2 separate regions of the Zea mays genome follow, and region 2 is linked to region 1. The links are chromatin contacts, called in public Hi-C maps. All regions are on one chromosome and are shown on one strand. Each heading gives the region's core, a stretch centred on a gene start, on an enhancer-like site or on the middle of the called end of the contact. The rest is flanking DNA. Distances are from core to core; before and after follow the strand shown.

Region 1 (6,773 bases), core at 33-2,532:
CATTAGCTACTTTTGGGCCCAGTCTATTAGTTACTTTTGGGGTTCAATCCAACTCATGGGTGAAGTTTTGGTAAGCCAGTAACCTCTCTGTTTTGGTATTTAACTTCATATTATTGTCTGAAATTATGATGTATTGGTATTTTTCCTATGTTGTTTAAAACTACGTTTAAACAAAGTTTAAACGTTTAAAAGTCAAAATTTCACCCATGAGTGTTCCAACGTTTTAATAACCTAGATAGGCAGAAATACCATCGATAGAATAAACATATTTAAGCTATGATGGTTGACTGCATTCCAGCAACCTGGCAAAAAAATCAATGACACAACAATATCCTTTTACCCCCTGCATTGATCAATTGAAAGTTGAAATAAGGACGAAAGGTTTCAATAAGGATTCTGGCAATCTGCATGCCATCAGAAGAAAAGTAATGCAACTCAATTGCCAATGAGGGATATCCTGATATTGATAAATCCACATACAGATTCGCTCATCCATTAGCATTCAGAGCAATGTACTGGTACACATCACATATGCATCCAGCTAAATGACACAAAGCCTGAAACCAATACTATAGCATCTAGACACCAACGTAGCACTGATCCAATTGAGCTGAATACCAAGATCTGAACCACAGGAAGACTACCTATTGCTTGAAGGTGTAGGGCTGGGGCAGCGACATGGGGCCCCGGCGGTCCCCATCGCCGTCGAGCAACCTCTGCACCCGCTTCTTGGCGCAGTACTGCCGGTCGAAGTGCTTGACCTGCGGATTCACCAATTGCAACGAAACGAAGAGAATGCATGAAGCACGCAAAATCGTGCAGGTCTAAGCGATGACGGCGGCGAGGTGGACCAGAGGGCGCTTACCCAGGTGGGGCGGCAGTTGCTGACGAAGTCGGCGCGGGACTTTTTGCAGTCGGCGGGGTAGAGGAGACCCATGGTGGCGATCTCGGTGGGCTTTTTGTCCGCGTGCTTCTCTATGCACGCGTAGAAGGCATCCCGTGCCTGCGGAGAAGGGGCGAAGAGCCGAGCGCGTCGCCCCGTCAGTAGCGGAAACGGAAAGCCGGAGGGGAGCAGAGAGCTTAGAGGGGGGGGGGGGGGGGGGGGGGGGGGGGGGGGGGGGGGGGGGGGGGGGGGGGGGGGTCTGAGGGATGTACCTTGTAGCAGGCCTCCCGGCCCTTGGCGAGGACGTCGGACATGACGAATCCGTCGGAGTGGTGGTAGTCGTCGACGTCGGCGTCCGCGGCGGTGGTCATCGTCGGCTGCGGAGGCGTGCGGGGGATTTGTTTGGGGCTTTCGCTTGCGGGAGGGGAAAGGACACAGGTGGTGGGCCCTGGGCCGGCCCGACATAGAAACGCGTCTGCTACCACGTGGGCTTGGTGCAATTTCTGCATGTCGTGTGCCCATTGCCCTTCTTCACATGAGCGAGTGAGCGACGGACGGCCCAGGCAAACTCGGCAAGCAGACAGCGCCGCAGACAAGCCTATCCAAAAACGTTACCGATCCATGATGATCCATGTGCAACCGTGCACTGTGCCAGCATTTCATTTTCAGCTGCATCTCCCCGCCTCACTCACTGATCTGCCTGTGTGATTCCCGCCTCACAGCTAGCTGCACGAGCCAGCAGACATCCAAGACTGAAAAAAATGCCGTCGCGGTCGCGGGTCGACACAGAAACGAGCGGTCGCGCATCTTGGTGCCCGATGCGTCCCATTCCATTCCATCATTCCATGGCAGGTGAAGCCATGAAGGCCGCACGGGTAAGGAGATGATGACACATGGACCCAAGTACAATGATTGTGCAATTTTGTAAGGACAATAATTGGAGTGGCCACACCGAGTTAATAACAGAGAGGGACTAGTATTACTCTATGTACTACCCCGCTCTCGGCTTGTCTTCCAGTTATCTTTGTTTTTTCTCTTAAGACCTTGTTCGTTTGTGTCGGATTGCATCTGAAATCGTTACAGCTAATCAAAGTTTATATAAATTAGAGAAACAATTCGGTTAGAAGTTGTTCCGGTCCACCAATCCATGACAACAGAATGGGTCTTAAGGCTTCTTCGGTTCTACCCCAAATCCATACGGATTGAGGATGATTGAGGATGTTTCAATCCTAGTAAGTCCAATTTTTTTCTAATACATATCAATCCGCTCAAATCCATATAGATTGAAAATAACCGAATAAGCCCGTAATGACATTATTGTTGTTGGTCCTCGCATCGCATTTCTTCGTGTGTCTGTCGAATGGTTCGTCCGATGCTTGGTCTGTGCTGCAGGGACATGGCGCGTGAAGCAAGCAGTGTAATGTAACCGATAAGTGAGCTTCTTGACGCAATCCAGCTGGCCGGTTGGCCACATGGACAGAGCCAGGCTCCGACCTGATTCCTGTAGCCCTGGATCATCTGCTGGCCAGTGGCCACAACAGATTGAAGAGGCAGTCCACTTCAGTCTGTTGTGCTTGCGCTTACTCCTACCTGACAGTTTTCCTTTTTTACTGAAAATACACGCTGTATTTTGTTTACTTATTGAATTTCACGTATATATTTCACCGTATAAACTTGTTCGAACCTTTTTTTTATTTCTCGGCAACAAAAATTTATATGGTACTGTATCTCATTTAGGAGCGCCTTGGAAGGAACACACATTGCAAACATGATCGTGTAATTTAAAGAAGGAACAGTTTGTCTGCCCTTCTCAGACATGGGGCTTGACCAGCGTGCCCATTTCATCATCATCATTAAATAAAAAGGGAAGGGAAATCGCCTGCGCTGCGTGAGCACGGCACTGCCTGCATTGATTTGATTCCTGGAGTAATACTATTATATAAACTTGTCGTCTTGTTCTGTGATTGTGTTTGTTGAGGTACCTACCGCATCAGGGCACACTGACCACCGCAGCAGCAGCACGGAGTAATCCTGTACTTTACGAAGCTTGTTTATTTACTTAACAATAAATTGTAAAAGCTTGTGTAGGAATAATGGTGGAAGCATAAGTGCTGAATTTTTAATCTTATATAAAAAAACAGAAAGAGATAAAGCCAATTTAAATAGTCTCTTGTCGTTAGTTTGAAAGAAAGCACGGCGGCGCGACGACCGACGTTAACTCCATTTCTACCCTTTACTGTTTTCTATAATAATCTGATTTTATTTAGCTTGTGTAATAAGTTCGAAATTGAATTCATCAGATCGTATAGATCATAGCTGAGTCAGATCGTATAGGTTTGTCATTAGTCAGTGAAGTTGATAGACGCGATGTGATTTCAGTGGCCCTCTCGTCTCTAGCAACACAAACACTATTTCAGGAGCTTAAGGTAAACTGAACTTGGTTCAGAAACAAAACTCTATAAAGACTGCATAGTCATTTACTAGACAGCAGCAGCAAACAGATTATCGATCATGGTATTAACACTATGCACATACAGGCCAACCTTAAGCCGCCACCACGAACATAACGATGGTTCATCCACTCTAATGATGAGTCTAACCGCGGTTGAAATCGGTCGTTGACGTTCGTGAGCTAGTGGTCGGTACCGATCGGCCTAGCTCTAATGTCACTCAACTGGTCGATGGACCTGTCGACACGTCGGTACAGTCGACACCGACTATATTGGAGCTAAATCGATCATACCAATCGACACTGACTATATTGGAGCTGAACCGATCAGTACCGATCGCTAGTGATCTGAACCGGTCAATACCAACCATATCTAGCCACGTGTCATGCTCTGATTGGTCCACGTTATTTTATAGTCCACTTTTTTAAAAAAACTAAAAATTCAAAAAATGCAATATGATCTATAAATGGAGGGGATGTTTAGATTTATTTATCCTCTCATTCTCTAATTCACCCCTACCATTTTCTATTTCATTCCACCAAACCACTGTCGTTATATCCTCCTCATTCCTAGACAATAAGATGGCTGGAAACAAGGTAATTGATATCGTTGAGTTTGTGATCCAAATTCTGAAGAAGGTGGCCAAGTTGGCGAGCGAAGCGGAGGCCCGTCGCCGGGAGGCTTGGGCCGGAGCGCAGCTCTAAGGGCTTTCAGAGGTCTCAATATGATAGTTGTGTTTATCTAAAATTTGTTAATGGATCACCTACATATTTGCTGCTATATGTTGATGATATGTTGATTGCTGCCAAGAGCATGAAGGAAATCACTGCTTTAAAGGCACAGCTTGCGAAAGGGCCTCTAGCTGAGTTGGTTAGGTGGTCTGATTAGCACTCCTCAGGTCCTGGGTTCGACTCCCCGTGGGAGCGAATTTCAGGCTGTGGTTAAAAAAATCCCCTCGTCTGTCCCACGCCAAAGCACAGGTCTAAGGCTCAGCCCCGGTCGTGGTCGTTCTCACATGGGCTTCGATGCCGTTGTGTATGGGTGGGGCAGGGGTTCGGGGGTTTTCTTGACCTGTGTGAGAAGGTCTTCTTCTTAATACAATGCCCGGGGGCTGTCTTACCCCTGCAGGTCAAGTTTTTTTAAAGGCACAGCTTAGTAGCGAATTTGATATGAAGGATCTGGGTGCTGCAAAGAAAATCCTTGGCACAGAGATAGTCAGGGATAGGAAGTCTGGACTGTTGTACTTGAGCCAGAAGAACTATATTGAGAAGGTCCTTCGTCGTTTCAACATGCAAAATACTAAACCTGTGAGTACTCCGTTGGCTCCTCATTTTAAACTGTCTGCTAAACAGTGTGCTGAAACTGATGCTGAGCTTGAATATATGTCAAAAATTCCATACTCTAGTGTTGTTGGGTCACTCATGTATGCTATGGTTTGTTCTCGTCCTGATTTGTCTCATGCTATAAGCGTTGTTGCTAGATACATGTCTAATCCTGGTAAAGAGCATTGGAAAGTTGTTCAGTGGATTTTCAGATATCTACGTGGTTCTTCTAGTGCTTGTTTATGTTTTGGTAAATCTGAAGATGGTCTGATTGGCTATGTTGATTCAGATTATGGTGGTGATTTAGACAGGAGAAGATCTCTTTCAGGTTATGTCTTTACTATTGGAGATTGTGCTGTGAGTTGGAAAGCTCGTTTACAGGATACTGTTGCTTTGTCTACCACAGAAGCTGAGTATATGGCAATTGCAGAAGTTACTAAGGAAGCCTTATGGTTGAAAGGTATATATTCAAAGCTATGTGGAATTAAGTCTTGCATTACCATCTATTGTGATAGCCAGAGTGCCATTCATCTCACCAAAGATCAGATGATTACTGAGAAATCCAAACATATTGATATTCGTTATCACTTCATTCGTGATATCATTGAAAAAGGGTTGGTGAAGGTATGCAAAATCAGTACTGATAATAATCCAGCTGATATGATGATGAAGCATGTTTCTGTTGCTAAGTTTGAGCTATGCTCAAACTTAGTTGGTATTATAAATTAGCCCTTAGTGGCTGTTGGCGCCGGCAAGATGATGATGCATTTGTTTAAGGTGGAGGTTGCTATTATGATGCTACAAGGAATTTGTCTCAAGGTGGAGTTTGTTGAGTTTGTGATCCAAATTCTGAAGAAGGCGGCCAAGTTGGCGAGCGAAGCGGAGGCCCGTCGCCGGGAGGCTTGGGCTTTGTAAGCCGCAGGAGATATCTATCTCAATTGTAAATCTCCTGCGATCTGTAACCACCCGAAAATAGTGAGAAGTTGCCGGCCGGCGCCCGTAGTTTTTTCCCCTTCACTTTGGAGGGGTTTTCCACGTTAAATCTGTGTCTTCTCTGTGATTGATCCTATTTATGTCGCATTCATTTACAACAGATATGTTGCATCAAGCTATGATGGATGCAACGATAAAAGCTAGGCTCCGGGTATCCAACGAGAAGGAGTTGAAGGACAAATCAATGATGCTACATCGACCGAAATCGTGTAGCCGCCTACTAGTACCAATTGATGCATAGTACCGATTGATGCAAAACTATTTCAATGACCCATGTGTCTCTACCCTCCACTCTACTTGCGTTGAAGATACCGCATGCAAAGGAGGCTCTTTATTAAAATCTTAGAGAATGTTGGGTGAGCATTCCTTCTATTTCACTCTTAATTAGAAAATATACACTCAATCACAACAGTTTCTCCACCACAAAAAAATGCACTTCTGCCCTCCACACTACTACAGTAGCATTGGTGACTTTATTGACAAGTATACCTAAATAGAAAAAAGCTTGGTCTTATAGTGCACTAAACATTTTTTTTTTGTAGAGGTGTCATTTTATGTTTTTGGCGAGGTGTAATAGTCTTTATATCCTATTAGTGTACTAAACACTTTACTTGCGTTTTATGACAGTTATCATTTAACGTGGGACTAACAAATGTGTATAATGACAAATAGATTTTATTTTTATGAATTACATTTTTATAGTAGGTAACAACTAACGATGATCTAGCTAGCAGGATCGGTACTGATGTGGTGAACTGGTGATTGATAAAAGCCACACACTGCATCCGGCCTAACCATGCATGCTGGAGCGCTACGAGCCAACCTTGTCCTTAGATTGGACCAGTGAGCACCTGTCGCCCCATGAGCACACGGGTAGAAATGTAACCGATTGGATCCACTAAATTCCTTTTTCCCCCCTTCCAAACAGGAAATGTAGACGATGATTGATATCTGAATCTGCCAGAGCTACTCCACACGTCAGCTATGCCGTGGCCCAAACAGCGACTTCTCGTTGCGAAACGTGAATTTGCCTGGAGAAGTTTCCTGCCCGCCGATGCCTTTTCTCGGCGAGAGCGGCGGAGCGGACGACGCCGAGAGGCTGGAGGGCTGGGAACTGAAAGAGGC
Region 2 (6,625 bases), core at 3,449-5,948, 140 kb after region 1:
ATGATTCAGTAGCATTTAAGGGAGTGTTAGAGGGTCAGCTATACTTAGTAGATTTTGATAGAGCTGAACTCGACACTTGCTTAATTGCTAAGACTAACATGGGCTGGCTCTGGCATCGCCGACCAGCACATGTTGGAATGAAGAATCTTCACAAGCTTCTAAAGGGAGAATACATTTTGGGACTAACAAATGTTCATTTTGAGAAAGACAGGGTTTGTAACGCATGTCAGGCAGGGAAGCAAGTTGGTGTTCATCATCCATACAAGAACATCATGACGACTGACAGGCCACTCGAGCTCCTACACATGGATCTATTCGGCCCGATTGCTTACATAAGCATCGGCGGGAGTAAGTACTGTCTAGTTATTGTGGACGACTATTCTCGCTTCACTTGGGTGTTCTTTTTGCAGGAAAAATCTCATACCCAAGAGACCTTAAAGGGATTCTTGAGACGGGCTCAAAACGAGTTCGGCTTAAGGATCAAGAAAATAAGAAGCGACAACGGGACGGAGTTCAAGAACTCACAAATCGAAGGCTTCCTTGAGGAGGAGGGCATCAAGCATGAGTTCTCTTCTCCCTACACGCCACAACAAAATGGTGTAGTGGAGAGGAAGAATAGAACTCTATTGGACATGGCAAGAACCATGCTTGATGAGTACAAGACTTCGGATCGGTTTTGGGCCGAGGTGGTCAACACCGCTTGCTACGCCATCAACCGGTTATATCTACACCGAATCCTCAAGAAGACATCGTATGAACTCCTAACCGGTAAAAAGCCCAATGTTTCATATTTTAGAGTCTTTGGTAGCAAATGTTTTATTCTTGTTAAAAGAGGTAGAAAATCCAAATTTGCTCCTAAGGCTGTAGAAGGCTTTTTACTAGGATATGATTCAAACACAAGGGCATATAGAGTCTTTAACAAGTCTTCTGGACTAGTTGAAGTTTCTTGTGACATTGTGTTTGATGAGACTAACGGCTCTCAAGTAGAGCAAGTTGATCTTGATGAGCTAGATGATGAAGAGGCTCCGTGCGTCGCGCTAAGGAACATGTCCATTGGGGATGTGTGTCCTAAGGAATTCGAAGAGCCTCCACAAACACAAGATCAACCATCTTCCTCCATGCAAGCATCTCCACCAACTCAAAATGAGGATGTGGCTCAAGATAATGAAGGAGAAGATCAAGAGGATGAGCCACCTCAAGAGGAGAGCAATGATCAAGGGGGAGATGTCCATGATCAAGATAAGGAAGGTGAACAAGTTCCAAGGCCGCCACACCCAAGAGTCCACCAAGCAATTCAACGAGATCACCCCGTGAACACCATCCTCGGCGACATTCAAAAGGGGGTAACTACTCGATCTCGTGTTGCTCATTTTTGTGAACATTATTCTTTTGTTTCCTCTATTGAGCCACACAGGATAGAGGAAGCACTTCAAGATTCGGATTGGGTGGTGGTGATGCAAGAGGAGCTCAACAACTTCACTAGGAATGAGGTATGGCATTTAGTTCCACGTCCTAACCAAAATGTTGTAGGAACCAAGTGGGTTTTCCGCAACAAGCAAGATGAGCATGGTGTGGTGACAAGGAACAAAGCCCGACTTGTGGCCAAGGGATATTCACAAGTCGAAGGTTTGGATTTCGGTGAAACCTATGCACCCGTAGCTAGGCTTGAATCAATTCGCATTTTACTTGCCTATGCTACTTACCATGGCTTTAAGCTTTACCAAATGGATGTGAAAAGTGCCTTCCTCAATGGACCAATCAAGGAGGAGGTCTATGTTGAGCAACCTCCCGGCTTTGAAGATAGTGAGTATCCTAACCACATATATAAACTCTCTAAGGCGCTTTATGGGCTCAAACAAGCTCCAAGAGCATGGTATGAATGCCTAAGAGATTTTCTTATCACTAATGGCTTCAAAGTCGGAAAGGCCGATCCTACTCTATTTACTAAAACACTTGCAAACGATTTGTTTGTATGCCAAATTTATGTTGATGATATTATATTTGGGTCCACTAACGAATCTACATGTGAGGAATTTAGTAGGATCATGACACAAAAATTCGAGATGTCTATGATGGGGGAGTTGAAGTACTTCTTGGGATTTCAAGTGAAGCAACTCCAAGAGGGCACCTTCATTAGCCAAACGAAGTATATTCAAGACATTCTCACCAAGTTTGGGATGAAGGATGCCAAGCCCATCAAGACACCCATGGGAACAAATGGGCATCTCGACCTCGACACGGGAGGTAAATCCGTAGATCAAAAGGTATACCGGTCGATGATAGGTTCTTTGCTCTATTTATGTGCTTCACGACCGGACATTATGCTTTCTGTATGCATGTGTGCAAGATTCCAAGCCGACCCTAAGGAAGCTCACCTTAGGACCGTAAAATGAATCTTGAGATATTTAGTTTATACTCCTAAGTTTGGCCTTTGGTACCCTAGGGGATCCACATTTGATTTAATTGGTTATTCGGATGCCGATTGGGCGGGGTGTAAAATTAATAGAAAGAGCACATCGGGGACTTGCCAGTTCTTGGGAAGGTCTCTGGTGTCTTGGGCTTCAAAGAAGCAAAATTCTGTAGCTCTTTCTACCGCCGAAGCCGAGTATATTGCCGCAGGCCATTGTTGCGCGCAATTACTTTGGATGAGGCAAACCCTTAGGCAAAGTCAGCCAAAGTGTGCCCTGGTCTGGCGCACCGGACTGTCCGGTGCACCACCGGACATTGTCCGGTGCACCAGGGACTCTAACTCCGAACTGCTCACCTTCGGGAATTCTGGAGGCCGCTCCGCTATAATTCACCGGACTGTCCGGTGTAGCACCGGACAGTGTCCGGTGGCGCACCGGACTGTCCGGTGTGCCAGCGGAGCAACGGCTACTTCGCGCCAACGGTCGTCTGCAAAAGGCATTAAATGCGCTACAGTGCGCGCCAGAGTCAGAGTAGAAGCAGATGACGCACCGGACACTGAACAGTGCCTGTCCGGTGCACCAACGGACTGTCCGGTGGCCCAGAAGACAAAAGCTCCAACGGTCGGAATCCAACGGCTTGGTGACGTGGCAGTCGCACCGGACTGTCCGGTGCGTCATGCGACAGCAGCCTTCACCAAACGGCTAGTTTGGTGGTTGGGGCTATAAATACCCCCAACCACCCACCATTCATTGCATCCAAGTTTTCTGACTTCCCACACCTTACAAGAGCTATAGCATTCAATAACACCAAAGAGATCAAATCCTCTCCCAAGTACACAAATCATTCCAAATCAAATAGTGACTAGTGAGAGAGTGACTTGTGTTCATTTGAGCTCTTGCGCTTGGATTGCTTCTTTTTCTCATTCTTTCTTGTGATCAACTCAATTGTAACCGAGGCAAGAGACACCAATTGTGTGGTGGTCCTTGCGGGGACTTTGTGTCCCGTTTGATTGAGAAGAGAATCTCACTCAGTCTAAGTGACCGTTTGAGAGAGGGAAAGAGTTGAAAGAGACCCGGTCTTTGTGACCACCTCAACGGGGAGTAGGTTTACAAGAACCGAACATCGGTAAAACAAATCCTTGTGTCTCACTCTTTATTTGCTTGCGATTTGTTTTTCACCCTCTCTCTCGGACTCGTTCATATTTCTAACGCTAACCCGACTTGTAGTTGTGCTTAAGTTTATAAATTTCAGATTCGCCCTATTCACCCCCCTCTAGGCAACTTTCACCCTCCACTGAAGATGTGCCACAGGCCTTGGCGACGCTTGACAGGAAGATCGAATGCGGCTTTACCGATGTGCCAATAGATTGTAGTGATATACATGTTTCTTTTTGCAAAAGGGCATCTAGCATAATGGATAAAGCTTTCGAGTAACATCTTTAGGTCCCGGGTTCGATCCTCCTTGAGGATGAATTTTGGGCTTAGTTAAAAAAAATCCTTCCCGCTCTCGAGGATCGTGAGTAGGCAGTTGATCGACCCATTAGTGATGGTCGCCAACAAATTGTAGATTTGCAGCGATATACATGTTTCTTTTCAATTAAAAGAAAAAAAGAACGAGGGTAGTCACGGGAAGTTGACAAGTTGTTGAGAAAAAAATGATACTCTATCCGTTCCAAAATAATAGTTGTTTTAGCTTTGAGTTTTGGTGTCTATATTTAAATGGATAAAGATAGATCTAGACACATATAGTATTATATAAATTTACTGAGTAGGTATTTGGTTTGAGCAATCACTCCATCCAAGATAAGATGATGCATCATGATTCTATTCCTTAAGAGTGTGTTTGGTTTGAGGAATGAAGTGATCCATCTTCTTCTCACTCCTCACTTTTTTATTTGGTTTGTGGAATAGAATGGGTTAATCCATCACCACCTCATTTCTCATAAGCTAATAATTAGTATATACATGAGGAGTGAGTTGATTCCACCAAAATTGATGAAATGAACTTATGATGCATCATTTCATGAAACATAGAGTGACTTCACAAACCAAACACACCATAAATTTGGTGGAATGATTATATTCCTTATTTTAGTACTAACTATTAGACATAAGGTGTCGATGAATCAAATCATTTCATTTCATAAACCAAACAAAAAATGATGAGTGAAAAAATAATGGACTAGTTTATTTCTCAAACTAAACACCCTATAAATTATTAACACGAATTTTATTTTGGTACGTAGTGAACTTTAAATTTTATAAGGACCGCTGTGGAAGGTAGGAAAAGAAACAGAAATCTAGCTTAAGCATCCGGCTCGCACGCACCGACGCGCGACGCACGAGACCGACCACCTTCCTCCGCCCCACCACTCCCCCCGCGCGCGCCGTGCGATCACCGCCGGCCCCCGCCCTCACCCTGGCCGCCTTGAGGAAAAGCAAGGCCAACGCCTTCTCCTCCTCCTCCTCCTCTCCACCGAGGTCGCGCCGCGCGATTGCCGTCACGATGGCCGCGTCGCTGCTCGTGCTCGCCGTGGCGTTCCTGGTTGGCGCTGGCCACGGCGGCATCGATGGGGGTGCAGCAGCTCACATGGAGGTAGAGGGCTCTGAGGTGCGCATCCAGGACCAGAACTCGGACCTTAAGATCTGCCGTAGAGGCTATGAGTTTGGGTGCAATTCTGATCTAAGATCTCCGGGGGCATTTGCAGGTGACCTACGGGAGTGTGATTAAGCTGTTGCATGAGAAGACAAAGCACCGTCTGCACTCACATGATGTGCCGTACGGCTCAGGCAGCGGTCAGCAGTCTGTCACCGGCTTTCCTGAAGGCGATGACTCAAATAGCTACTGGGTGCTTATCCTTTTCACTATCTAGCTCTTACCGGTTCATAAAACAATTTTGTCCTGTTCACTCCTTATGATGCGTTCAGATTTCAGATAGTAGCATTGAATTGAGTTTATCGATCATTGCATTCTTGTTCAGAATGCAATTTTCTGATCAGTTTGTTTGTATTTACTATTTAGGGTGCAAGAACAGTCCTATTGTTTTCAAGAGCGAGCTAATTTATGCTGAGATTAGCAAGAAAATAAGATATCTTTGAAAATATAGTGGTAGTCCTTTGATGAAACAAGTGAACACGCACAGAAAAAAAATTCTTATTGCAAATCTTATACTTTTTTATTTTCTGAATCGCTGAATTAATGGCTATTTGTTACAACAGTCACAGTTTGCTTCATATATAATTTCAATTCAAATAGTCAACTAACAAATGAGTAGTGTTTCATTCAATGCTTCTCACTTCTCAGGATCTAGGTCTGAATTGGTAGGTTCGTATTGAATGCAGATCATAAAGCCTACTCCAGATTCATCGTCTAAGCAAGGTGATTCCATTCAAACTGGTGGCATCATCAAGTTGCAACACATGAAGACTCGGAGGTGGTTGCACAGTCACCTGCACGCTTCACCGTTATCTGGTAACCTTGAGGTTAGTTTGATATCAATCTCCCATGTTGTAACATTCATTAGAATTACATATTCTGCACATCCTTTGAACTCACATCGAAATGATAGTGTTTCTGATGTTCTGGAGTTATGTAGTAATTCATATTAGATCTAGAGCTTTATCTTAGTGTAGGAAGAGAGAACATTGGCTGTGGTTATGGACGGTATCGACGTCGTCTCGTGGATTGGCATACCTCCTTCCTGTTGCGTCTCTTCTCCTCGAATCATTGGGCCATAAGCAGGGGCGTCAGTGCTCGCTGCCCTATATCAGGTAGGGTCTACCAGCGCCAAGGGATGAAGTTGGCCACACTTCCGGTCACTAGGATGCTAGAGGTAGATCGGAACCTGTCTAGGTGTGGCGGCTAGTGTTGGCGGAAGCATTGACTTCCATGCCAGTGTCTCGTTTTATATAGCGTCTGTGATCGAGGACCACAACCATGGGGAGGGTTTCTGGCCCCGATGAGAGCACGTTGTTGATCCTCACTAGATCATCCGACCATCATGAAATACTACCTTTTCATCACTTCATTTTGAATTATAAGGTTGTTTAGACTTTTCTAGATACATGGTTGTTACTATGTATTTAGACATAGCGTATATGTAGATAATAGTAAAAGCTATGTACATAGCAAGTCAAAATGAAGCATCCCATGTAGACTCTAGAGCAAAGACAAATGATCTGCACCATCAATTTACTCCATTGCCTTCTCTGAAAGC

The links. A called contact is a pair of places that touch in the nucleus more often than the background predicts.
Region 2: a Hi-C map of ear shows a contact between it and region 1, with 3 times the contacts expected there. The contact joins the promoter of LOC100282939 here to the promoter of LOC100276300 in region 1. A contact is called at or near these places in 10 of 25 Hi-C or Micro-C datasets (ear, endosperm, leaf and 2 more).

What each region holds. Positions count from the first base shown.
Region 1 is chr1:216,353,450-216,360,222 of Zm-B73-REFERENCE-NAM-5.0, forward strand. LOC100276300 (Cytochrome c oxidase subunit Vib family protein) reads right to left here and starts at 1,283. Exons shown (of 3, transcript NM_001150123.1): 1 at 1,156-1,283; 2 at 866-1,003; 3 at 440-761. The coding sequence starts at 1,254. The coding sequence ends at 645.
Region 2 is chr1:216,485,891-216,492,515 of Zm-B73-REFERENCE-NAM-5.0, forward strand. LOC100282939 reads left to right here and starts at 4,699. Exons shown (of 6, transcript NM_001155844.1): 1 at 4,699-5,019; 2 at 5,117-5,257; 3 at 5,751-5,891. The coding sequence starts at 4,915.